Linked DNA regions of Mus musculus: region 2 is linked to region 1. The links are chromatin contacts, called in public Hi-C maps. All regions are on one chromosome and are shown on one strand. Each heading gives the region's core, a stretch centred on a gene start, on an enhancer-like site or on the middle of the called end of the contact. The rest is flanking DNA. Distances are from core to core; before and after follow the strand shown.

Region 1 (6,087 bases), core at 2,754-5,253:
GTGTTCTTTTAATGGGACTTACACACAGTCCAGCAATTTGAAGGAGTAAGTCCCCCTCCTTGCCTGACATGTTGCGTCATATTAATACTGAATTTTAGATGTGAACTATTTTAGTGGCCCATTTTCTAAGCCATTCATCATCAGGAGTCTGCCCAAAGTTAGTACATTTTATTCTGTATTTAATAAAACTCTCAGGTTTTCTCTCTTGGAAAGCAGTAATGCAAACAGGTCGGGGCACATTAGTTCTGTGGGCTAGGCAAGTGTCTCTGTACTGAAGGCCTTCTGGGCATTAGAATGGTCTGTCTGTCAGGAAGCAAACAAGAAGAATCAGAACCCATTTCTTTACCCAGGAAAGAACAGTGATTTTTTTAAACTTCTAAGCATTTGGTTGTTGTGTGATGTTGTTTAATCCTAAAGAGAAATCTCCAGGATAACACAGGGAGAGCACAGTACAGACAGGATAAGCATGAGAGGGAAGCAGGGGCTTGCAAGGGCATAATATCCAGGTGCAGTGCCTCTGTCTGTGTAGCTTTACACAAAGCCAGCTTTACACACATTACCTTCCCCAATCTTCTGACCCAGATCTGGGGCTGGAGAGGTGAGTCTGTCGTTAGAGCATTTCTACTCTTTCAGGGGACTGGAGTTTAGCATGAACATCAAAAAGCTCACGGCCTGGAGCTTGAGTTCTACAGGATCCAGTGTTCTCTTCTGGCCTCGTCAGGCACTCGCAGGCACACAGATGTAACCCTGCGCAGACACACACTCATAAACTAAGCCTTTTAAAAAAGAAATAGGCTCATATTGGAAAGTCTCGTGAGTGTATCAGTCAGAATCCAGAGCAAGAGGAAATTTCTGCAAGTAATTTAGTACCTGGAGTTAGTTATGGAAATGACAGAAATCCTAAGAAGCCTCCTGGAATAAATCAGTAAGCAATGAACACATCGGTCCTGAAAGGATTCTACAGACTAGATCCTTGCACAGGCTCCTTCTGTGGTCTTGCCATCCATCCATCACGGGCCTCACCATGGCCAGGCTCTGGAGTCAAATAGACCTCCTTTATTTAATGAAACAACTAGCTGCAGATGTTCTGGATATCAGCACAAAATGTACTCAGTCACATCATGTCATGCTAACTACCCGGACCCAAGCATGACAGAGAAATGGCATTTTCCAAGATGGGGAGTAGACTGAGAGACGGTGACGGATCTGAAGTCGGGCGAAATGGCCAGTGGGCAAGCATGTGCTGACCACAGTGTTCCACTCCAAATCCCAAGCATGCTACATGGTGTAGCATGGAAACTCAGTCTCCTATTTTTTCTTTTGGGTCTGTCTCAGTAATTTTTCTACTCTGCTGCAGTTAGAACTGGGTGGTAAGCAGAGATCTATCTGCAGGACCAGAGGAAGGAGGTGTGGCTAGGGGAGACGCTGCACACCCAATTCCAGCCAGGGGAGGCGCTGCATACCTGATTCCATATAAATCCATCCAAAACGTTATGACTGGAGTGCTTTGTATCTTTCTAAAGGAGTATTCCTTTCGACAAGTCTATTGTTTAACAAAAATTAAAGAAAGGAAAGAAGGGAGGGGAAGAGTGAAAGGGCCAGAGAAAGGGAGAAAGGAAGATGTGAAAGAAAAATGCCCCAGCCCTTAGCTCCTCACTCTTCCCAGGATGCCTTTCAGGGCTCACAGGGTACAAAGAGAGACGGGCTCTGGAATGGCATCTTACCTAGCAAGGAGCAGAGCAGATGTGGCTCGAACAGAGAAAGCCTGCGGTGTGGCAAACCTCTGTGGCACTCTGCTTACGCTGGGGTTCCCTGCTAATGTTCCCCTTGGGCCCTCCAGATGCCTTGGGGCCCAGTAGACACACTCTAGGACATTTCCAGGAAGCTAGTGAGGAGGCAGGGTCTGCCTTCTGCCGCTGCTGGTGGTGTGAGCATGCCTTTCACCAAGCCCCTATCAGGATCTTGCTAACCACATGCCACTTTTCTCAGCCCACTAATGCTCAGGAGATCTAAACTAGAGTATCCGAGGGCTAGTCTTGCTACAGACTTTCCGTATCTAAGCCCTATAGGCCTAGAGTCTGATCTGGATGGTGTCATATAATCTCTTCCAATCACCAGTACAGAGGACAGATTTAGAGATTAAATTATTGGTCCAGAGCATCTTGGCCAGGAAGCCCAGGAATATGGCTTGAACTTACTTCTTTGCATGCAAGTGTTCAATGTACCATACTGCCTCAGACAGCCCAGGGCCAGAGCAGTGGCCCGGAACAGAGCAGTGAATACTTCCCCATTCATAGCAGGATCTCAGATTGACAGACCATCTTTGGTGTGGTATCTCAAGACCACAGTCAGAGCTCTGGACACCCAGGAGTTGAGGACAACATTCATATCTCCTGGGGATCTAGCCAGTGTCAGACAGGTAAGTGTACCTGTGATGACCAAGACTACTGTGGCACAGTCCTCGAGCCCCTCAGACTAGCCTCCACCTTCCATCAGGAAGATTTGTCTCCCTGTCTCTTCTCATTTAGGGAGCCGTATCTTCTTCCTACAGCTTATTGTGTGTCACTTATCAGGACTAATCTGAAATCATTCCAAAATAAGCCTCCCAAACTAGCCTTCATATCAGGTGTCTGGAGGAGAACAGAAATGGTTTGATTTCAGTTTTAAAGCATTTCTTCATGCGCCTCACTGACTGCAAACTGACACATCGACTGACTTAAAGGTTATGGATCAGTAGGTAAATGTAGAAATTCTATTAGTTTCCAGACGTGGGATTTATGCCATTCATTTTAAATGAAATCAAAATCCTACAGAGAAATAGGAACAGCAAACCCCACCATAGACAGATCTGTTCTTAACAGCATCTATTTACTTACTCCCCGGGGCCCAGAAGGTGGGCACCGCTGTATCGCGTTCATCGACTTTGACAAAGACAGCAAACAGCACATGGAGAACACACACATTTTGAGAGAATATTAAAACATGGATTAATGTAACATTATAAAATACAAAGCCTCTTACTTAAAGAGAGAGAGGAATTAGATGTCTACTGTGCTTAATGAAACTGTAGTGGGTGTCTATAAATCTAAAGTCCTTACCTTAACCTGAGTTTAAAATAATGGGCTCGCTTGACAGTGCTTTACAGATCCTAGTGCTGAGCAATATCACCGACGACCGGAATGAAAGATAACGGAACAGCGGAGAGGCGGAGCAACAGCAGAGAGGCGGAGCCTACTGGGATGTGTACACAGAGCTACGGGAGACAATATTTCTTCTTCATAATACAAAGAAAACACAGTTGCAAAACTCAGAGTTTATCCCATTTGTTTGGAAGAGAGGACCAGGTAGGTGCTTTGCTTAAAAAGACCGTAGCCCACTCTTGGAAAGCATGAAGGAGAACGAACACACATAAGAGGTAGTATTCACTCCACGATGCAAGAAGGTAGATGGATTTTAAGTCCACAGCAGTAATTAAATTTCAGTGTTGACACAGGACATCTCTACACCCAGGGCTCTAAATAAAGTTTATGCAGTGCCTGTGGGCAAAACATAGCCTACACGGATATTTTTCTCAGGAGCCAAGACTCTTTTTGCTGCATGCCCAGAAAGCAAAAGTAGAGCTGAGGACAGATCCAACCATGATACAAAAGCGTAACAAGAAATATTCCTAAATATTTGAAATTCTGTGGGAGCCTCATCTGAGGTGAGAATGTTAAATCATTTGGGGAGGAGAACCTTTCCTACAAAGGAAATTAACTGGAAGGCAAATATTTGAAACAGACGGAAATAGAATAGGTGAACTAACTTTTGAGCTGAGGCAGGGCTGTCTGGGCCCGATTTCCCAAAGCCATGGTAGACTTGAGAGAGAAGAAATGATATCAGAAGGGGCAGATTCTTTTTCTGTCACAGGAGGAAAACAGCACCTTCAAAGGAGGCCTGCTTCCTGATGGGACTGAACCTCTTCTGCGAGTCTCAGAGATGACGTCACTGCTCAAGCTCTCCCCCTGCTGGGGGAGGCTGAGAAGTGCTCCTGTGCCTTACATTGCCAGGGTGTCCTCAGGCATTCATAGTTTGTTAGTGAGCTCAGGTTAAGCATGCTGGGGTAACAAATGACTCAAGTCCTGGGTGACTTATAACAATTTATTTCTGGCTATGTCCTTGGGATAACGGTTGGTTAGATAGATGGGCTTCCTGTTTCTGACATCCAGGCTCATGCAATGTTCATATTTGGCATAGTACCAACCTCACAATGGAGGGGGAAAAGCACTGTAAGGATAGTAATACAGCGTCCGAGTGTGGTCTGGGACGTAGCTCAATGGGAAGGTGCTTGCTCAGCAGGCACAAGGCCCGGGGTTCAATCCCTAGGACAGGAAAAAATATTTTACGTTCAATCCAGTGATATCTGTCACTGATGGATATCACACTCCCCAGGGCTGTCCTCACTCAGGGCACTCCTTTTAGGAATGGGCTACTACCTAATTTAAAATTTGAGGTTGTTGTTAGCATTTTGATATTTGAAAATCAGGCATGACTACCAACGCTGAACAAAAGGACTGCTATGCCTTGGTGTCTCCAAGGACAGTTTATGGAAACCTAAAGTTGTGAAATCATAGTTTAAAAAAAAATTCCACTGAACATCAAGACTGAATGATGATCAAGCATTGGGCTTTACATCACCATTGGTTATTGACAGCTTCACAAACTTACAAATACACCATTCATTCATTCATTCACTCACTCATTCATTCATTCATTCATTCACTCACCTGCTCACCCATTCCTATAACATCTGTGAATACAGCCCACCCTGGAAGTGATGTCTGATGTCTCAGTTCTGTATTCAGTATCTGACATCACTCCACATCAGCAACACAGATCCTGGCTTTCCCATTTACTGCCTCTGAGACCTTGGGCCAGCTCTCCAGCCTCTGTAATTTTCCAAATACTTAACGCAGAGACAATATAAGTAACTACCCCATAGGTTTGTTATAAAGATGTCTGGAGATAATGAAAAGCACTTTATTGTGCCTGCATAGTAAGAGCCCCATAAACATAAGTCAATGCTGCTCTGCACAGCTGGGGCCAGACTCCAGACTCGATGCTAGCATGGAGGTGAGGAAGACACGCTGGCTTGTACAATCTCATCTACAAAATACCTGGACATCTTCCTCATAGAAGCTTAAGGTGAGTCAACACTGTAATACAGCCTTTTCAAAAGCTAAAGCCAACTCAAACAATAGAGGGAAAATGCTGTGAGAAAACCAATTCCATTTCTCTGTTCCTGATCAGAACCCACCTAGAACGTAGAGGTGTGCAGTGTGCTACGGGGACTCCTCTCCTCACGTCTGTGCAGTGTGCTACGGGGACTCCTCTCCTCACGTCTGTGCAGTGTGCTACGGGGACTCCTCTCCTCACATCTGTGCAGTGTGCTACGGGGACTCCTCTCCTCACGTCTGTGCAGTGTGCTACGGGGACTCCTCTCCTCACGTCTGTGCAGTGTGCTACGGGGACTCCTCTCCTCACGTCTGGCCCTAAGGATGTGGCCCACAGGAAGATGCGTCCCTGACCTGGCAGTGCCAGGCTTTCTTCTATGTTATTAAGTAAGTAGAAGCTACGACACATACTAACCTTAGCTGCTTCTAGAAATTTCTCTGACAAATGTTGGGCAATTCTGCAGGGATGCCTTGCGATGCCCTTCAGAATGTCAGGAAGACTTAGACCCTAATTTCCTGCTAGTCTTCCCCATCTGTTACCCTGACCTTTTCTTCAGAGGGCCCTCAGCTGCTGGGAACCCTGTGTGTTATCACCAGCAGGATCTGCTTCCTGTGTGTCTTGGCCTCCCTCACAGCGAGCTACCCCTTACATACATTTCGCCTAACGTTAGGGCTTCAAACAGTTCACTAGATCACAAAAATACATGGCAGAAAGAGAGGCTCCTGAGGGCATGTGAAACACATTGCTGAGCACTTTCAGCTCAGTGTGACAAAGGGGAGTGTTCACTGGCTGCCACAAGTCTGCCATATGGGCTCAAAGGTCTGCTGCCTGGAAGCTGCTGGAATAGCCTACCTCGTGAGTTCTCATCAGCAG
Region 2 (5,910 bases), core at 1,305-3,804, 250 kb after region 1:
AATCTAGGACTGAATTTGAAAAGTTGAAATAACCCTCCACATATTACGTTACTCTATCACCTATTATGTGATAGCATTATATAAATGGTTATCAGCTTTGGGGAGAGGGAGTATTTTATTCTTTACAAACCCAGGACTTTGCACATAGGACATCCAGCCATGACCATGAACTTAGGCACTTCATGAACTGAGGTTTCCCGGAAAAGGCTGACCAGTAAAAACTCAGTCACTTCCTTTGTCCACACAGGGTCACCAAGGTGACCTTGAGCCTTGGAAAATTAGCTAAATCAGTAAGAGTCTGTCCTCACTATGGACTTCTGGACACAGACACTGTCATTGACTGTGACAGTGGTGTTTGTTTATAAGTACATTCATGCCATTTCTGTGTGTGTGTGTGTGTGTGTGTGTGTGTGTGTGTGTGTGTACACATATACATATATATTTTTTCCCTACTAGACTCTTGCTTCCCAAACTTGGATTCATTCTTTTTCAGTTTAGAGTTTGGGCACAGGTCTGGATTATTTATTTCTGTCACCAGGTGCATTCTAGAATTCAGAATTGATCAGCTTTGAAGAAGGCACCAGAGCAACCACCTAGTGAATTATGGAAACCCACAGCCGGGCGGGGAAACTCTGGGATCAGACGACAGCAGCTCTCCAGCACACGAGGCTGAAGCAGCACTGCTCTCGTGCATGCCTGAGTCTGGACGGCGCGGCAGAGGGGCCCTTGTGTCCAGGCCACCGGACTTTTCAATGTCCTTGGCCTCAGTTTATCTCTGGCCAGGGGCCAGATCTGGGTTGGTTTCTCAGTTTTCTGGGGTGCTAGAAAAATGGACATAGTCAAGTTCCAACTTGGAGACCACCAGGGCCTAGAGCATTGAATCCTCACAGATAATTCTTATCCAAAATGCAAATGTTGAAGAAACACGCCTATCTGTCTGTCCTTGTCTGTCTGTCCCTGTGCCGTTTGCAGACTCTCAGTCCCCGGCATTGGGTGAGTGTATGGACTGGGGTGGATCTCAGGGCTTCACTGTCTGCCCTGTCCTGTTGATGCTTCCCAGTCCCCTCACTTCATCCTACACAGCTCCAGGAAGCCACACACCTGTGGTTCTCCTCTCCTCTCCACTCTAAGCTGCTGGTACCCGTGAGCCCCATTCCTTCAGGCAATGGCTGCTGGGCATTAGCTAATGTGTTTTTATTTCATTCATCATGTCCTGGCTTATAGCAGAAGGATGTCAGATTACCTTAAACTATGTATAACCAGATCACAATTCATAATTTCATTTTCCTTTGAGGTCAATATGTATTAAATAATTGGTGCACCAGCTTCATATTACAATAATACAATGCTTAAGGTAGCTAACTTTTAGAAAACAATTATTTATTTTGGAGCTTCCCATCTAAGACTGGTACATGCGGGTTCTGTCATGATGCACTGCCATACCTCAGGCCCCTAACAGTCCACCTCAGCAGAGCAAACTACACACTGCATGGCCACAAGGATGTAGGAATGGAGGAGCACACCTGGGCTAGCAATCTCCTTCAAGAGCAGAACCCCAAGAACTTGAAGGCTTTCATGAGATCCATGTCCCAAAGCTCCACAGCGCCTCCCAGTGGTGAGTCCCTCTGGTGAAAGCCTTCAGGACACCACTCAAATCATGGCCACTGTGGGAGGGGGGGAACTGTCTATTAGTGAAGAAGCCCATTTGAACCCATGTGACATTTCCCAAGCTTTGTCAGACAGCTCTTGGCTTGGGAACTGCGTGGTTACTTTTGCATCAAAATATTTAGAATTGGATGTTTTCCTCCACATAGATTATTCTGCAAAATGAGAAATCATAATTTAATGTCATCTACGTAGTGACAAATTGTCTTCCAGACACTTACACAATTGTTCAATTGCAATTATGTAAATGTTCACAATTCTTAACAACTATGGAATGATTATGTTATGCAAGGCAAGAGACTCAGCCAACCTTTACCAATTACAGCCTGGATGTCACCAACCTCTTGATGGTGTTGTCCCAGAATGTGAGTTTCTTCCTTGGTGAATTTCTCCTTCCAAACTTCGTTAAGACCTTTGGCATATTTGGGTAGAATAAAAGAAGCACTCATCAAATCGTGTGGGTTGGCTAGCACCTGTGGTCCTTTAAATGCCATTTGATCCATGATTTCTGTATAAGCTACTTAGCCAGACGATCAACTCAAGGAAAACAAAAGTTTTATGCCACCAGGAGCCCAGGTCAGTCACATTTTCCATCCTCCAATCAAGGTATCCGTGATGGGTGAACAGTTTTGTTTTCCTTTGTTTGCCACAAATGAAGAAATATGAAATACGATATTTGAATTTCTAATAGGTGCCTTTCAAGCATGGTAACATGACAGTTGGCAAATGAGCATTTCTCTACCTAAAGATCAGTAATGAATAAAATTCCCTTCTATCTTCCCAGAGAAACAATTACTATATTAAAAACCACGGTACTAATGGATCTTTCATCCATAACAGATGCGATATGTAAAGTGAGCATCAATCTCTAGGGGTTTCTGTTGCCTCAGCAATACAGACCATTTTACCTGCTAATTATATTATGACTGCATGATTTATCAGCTGGGTATGTATGGCCAGAGAGGCAGTAAGTGGTCAGGCTTGTCCAGATGCTGTCTGGCTCTGCAGTCTTTATTCTCTTCCCTCCAGGATCATTGTGTCAAGGAAGCAACATGCCCCTAGGCACAGAGGCCGCAGTGCACATCCTGAGGCCACCCAGCTGACTGACTTCTGATGCTCGGCCTCCCAACAGGTTTGAGAGTTCAGACTTTGAAAGATGGCTGCTGTCCTCCTCCAGGGGGCAACTTATTCAAACATGAGCTACAGGGTTCTGGGGTAGTTAGAAAACAACAAGGGATTGCTACACCTCTTGCCTGCCAACAACAAAAAGAGCCAAAGTAGAAAACAACGTTTATTGGTTTCTGTACATAAGTCACAGGACTGGGGAGGCTGGCTTCCTGCTTGGCTGTGCTCTGGACCTAGAATTTCATCTCAGGCTTCAAGGTTCTTCTACCACATATTTCTGCTGCTCTCAGAGTTTCGGTCTCACTCTCTCTGGGGATATGATAAGATTTCCAGAGACTCATATTCCAAATATTCTACCACCCCAAGAAAATACAGCTCTGGTCAACAGTGTTACAAAGAAAAATACAATGAAAATCTGTAAATGGCTCAGAATGGTTCTTCTTGAGCCTTGGGCCAATGGCTTCATTTTCCAATCAGTCATCTGAATTAATGGTCAGCTCTCTGGTCAGCAGGCAAGAGCTGACCATAACAGAGAAGTAATAGGTAGGTAGGCACAGGAGGCACTACCTATACCCAACAGGCTAACTTACATGATTTAACCATCAAGTAGTGTGTATGAGCCCATACAACACGTGTTTTTATTTAGGAAAGTGGAAATCACTCCGTAAGTGCAGGTTCATGAATGTATTGCAGATATGCATGCGGTTAGTGAGTATGGATACACACACGCACACACATATTCATATTCTCTGTATATATGTACTACTGCTTGTTAGTATAGATGTGACCTTTCCCTTTCCAAGGATCTCATTCACACCCTAGGTCATAATTCCCATCTTCATCTTCCATAGTCTGTGTAACTGCATAGCTAGAGTCTATATCTCCATAACTATGCAGATTATAACTGACTCCAGCCAAACTGGCCCAGTGTTACCCAGTGTGAATTTAATTTCCATCTCTGGAAAATGATAGGATTATGCATCCTTTCTGGACCCCTTGGCATAGGGTGCTTTTTCCATGTTAAGGTCACAGAACAGAGCATGAATAAAAGTGACAGCTGTGTGGTCACTGGGCTTGACCCCTGTCCACTTCCTGCCTGACACTTAGGAAAAGCGCAGACCAACAGACCCGTTCCCAATCCCCCTCAATTCCCTGGGTACACAGGAGACGGAACCACAGCAGCCACCCCAGAGCCAGCTGGTTCTCATCGGGGAAAAAAAACAGGCAAGGGCTCCCTATCATGGACTGTGTTCTGCGCCCCTGAGCAGTGTTTGGGCACCCCAGAGTCGAGGCATATATGCAGCCTAATATTCACAGTGCATGCTCAGTCAAGGCCAGAGAAAGGATGAATTTATACATCAAGTCCAGGGCCCAGCCAATGAAATGTTGCTGTCCATCTTCGGTGTGGACATCAGGTTTTCCCATCTGAGTGAACCCCAACAGGAAAACAGGTGTGGCCGCCCATCAGCACAATCTTCATAGTCCCTCAAGGAGACTGTCTTCATGGGTGATTCCAGATTCTGTCAAGTTAACAATTAAAACTAAGCATCATGGTACCTGTCTCATATGCCACAAAATTGCCCTGGAGTTATCTCAACCCTCAGAGATGTCAACCCTCTGGATTGCATTTAGTTATGTATTGTCTTGAAATGTGTTTTTTTTCCTGAGCGTTGCTATCTCACAACCTGTGTAAGAAATAAAATCATACTTCTTGCACTGAACAAATACAAGCCCTCGAGCCATTGGAAAAATGATAATGTTTAAAACGGCAAATCTAATGTGTATGTGTCAAATAAGTAATCTTTAGTATGCATTAATTTGTTTCTTTCTGTAAAGCAACTTAAGAGCCGAAATTACTTGTTATTTACCATTACACAAATGGGAGTCCTCAAATTTTAACTAACAATTAAGTTGATCAGTTTAAAGTTTTGAGAGAATACATTTGCATATAATTGCTCTCCATATACTTATGTAAAATCTAAAGCGTATATACCCAAGCATAAAACACCCATTCCCGCCTGCCTTAGTTACAAGCACACATTTATTTGAATGTGGTGAGCATGTTCTTTTATTGCCAAGAAAGTCAGCTTTGTTCCTTAATTGTTACAATAACCACAATTTAGGAAATTCTATTGCACCATCAATATGTTATGTGCATCTCTAACTAGACCAGCAGGGCCTGTCTGTCACAGGAACTGATACAAAGTATTCATATTTTGTCTACTTGAGGCTAAGAGTCTCTGTGATTAAAGAGAGGCACTTCTGCCTCGTTAAGTCAGTAAGAGTCTGAAAGCACAGTCCTGTCCTTGGCTGCTGCATTCTGATGTCTGGACTTCTCCCTGAGCATCATGGGAAAGGGCAGTCTTCCCTTCCCCAGCCTTCCTCCCAACTCTACCACATTCTGGTTCTCTTATCACCTCTGGGGAAGATGTCTGCCATGAAGCTGGTAACCAGAAATGCCATGCTACCGCCTCCCGTGGTCATCAGTGCTTGCTTCTTAAGCAGCCAATGTGAAAGGTCTATATAGGTGGCTTTCCCCAGGGAATGGCTTCCTACCATGTCACACTACATGAAAAAAAGCCCACCATAGTGACTTACCCTATGGCAGGAAACTAGATCAGAATCCAGCCACAGAGAACGTCTCTTTCCCCCTCATTTACCATGATCTCTACAGAAAGAGCAAGGATAAGCTGAGCCAAATCCTGATCTATCAAGATCCTTGACCCTTGCCCTATCTAGTTATTTTTAAAACAAAATCCCAGATGTTCAAATAACCAAATGAAGATTCAAGAGCCAGATGCTATGCACCCAGGTGACCTCCCTACTCCGCAGACATCCAGCAGGGAAAAGCTCCCTCCCTTCGTCACTGTTAAATACCCTTAACTCAGTGTCCCTCCTTTCTACTTCATTATGTTTGCTCCCTGTCAACTGGTTGCTTGCTCCACCCCTTAAACATGTGCGTGAGATTTTAAAGCACCCACGGGTGACATGCTTTTTAAAATCACGTTCAATGTCAATTGATAACACTCTGACCAAATATCATAGAGCAGCTCTTTCCATTTAGTCTTGAATTAGAATTTTTAAAATACTATGGGATGCTTGAAGTTCTATTGTATTTAA

The links. Hi-C and Micro-C count contacts between places; a contact is called where the count stands out from the background.
Region 2: a Hi-C map of the N1E-115 cell line shows a contact between it and region 1, with 6 times the contacts expected there. The contact joins two enhancer-like sites. A contact is called at or near these places in 18 of 484 Hi-C or Micro-C datasets (the N1E-115 cell line, Th1 cells, cerebellum and 8 more), 4 of 115 datasets of contacts at active chromatin or transcription factors (T-cell acute lymphoblastic leukemia, astrocytes, bone marrow-derived dendritic cells and 1 more) and 2 of 9 other capture datasets (adipose tissue and embryonic stem cells).

What each region holds. Positions count from the first base shown.
Region 1 is chr3:153,246,783-153,252,869 of GRCm38.p6, forward strand. All of the region lies in intron 3 of St6galnac3 (ST6 (alpha-N-acetyl-neuraminyl-2,3-beta-galactosyl-1,3)-N-acetylgalactosaminide alpha-2,6-sialyltransferase 3), which reads right to left. Among named protein-coding and RNA genes, the nearest start is that of Gm52634, 6.6 kb to the right of the region's middle. Within about 2 kb of position 4,004, at least 17 of the 459 cell types and tissues checked have an H3K27ac peak or open chromatin away from gene starts, as enhancers often do. A contact at or near this core is called in the N1E-115 cell line, where this site is marked.
Region 2 is chr3:153,500,062-153,505,971 of GRCm38.p6, forward strand. The region is part of intron 2 of St6galnac3 (ST6 (alpha-N-acetyl-neuraminyl-2,3-beta-galactosyl-1,3)-N-acetylgalactosaminide alpha-2,6-sialyltransferase 3); the gene reads right to left. Gm46831 (a long non-coding RNA gene) reads right to left here. Exons shown (of 2, transcript XR_001784043.2): 2 at 49-5,910. Among named protein-coding and RNA genes, the nearest start is that of Gm46831, 6.3 kb to the right of the region's middle. Within about 2 kb of position 2,555, at least 3 of the 459 cell types and tissues checked have an H3K27ac peak or open chromatin away from gene starts, as enhancers often do. A contact at or near this core is called in the N1E-115 cell line, where this site is marked.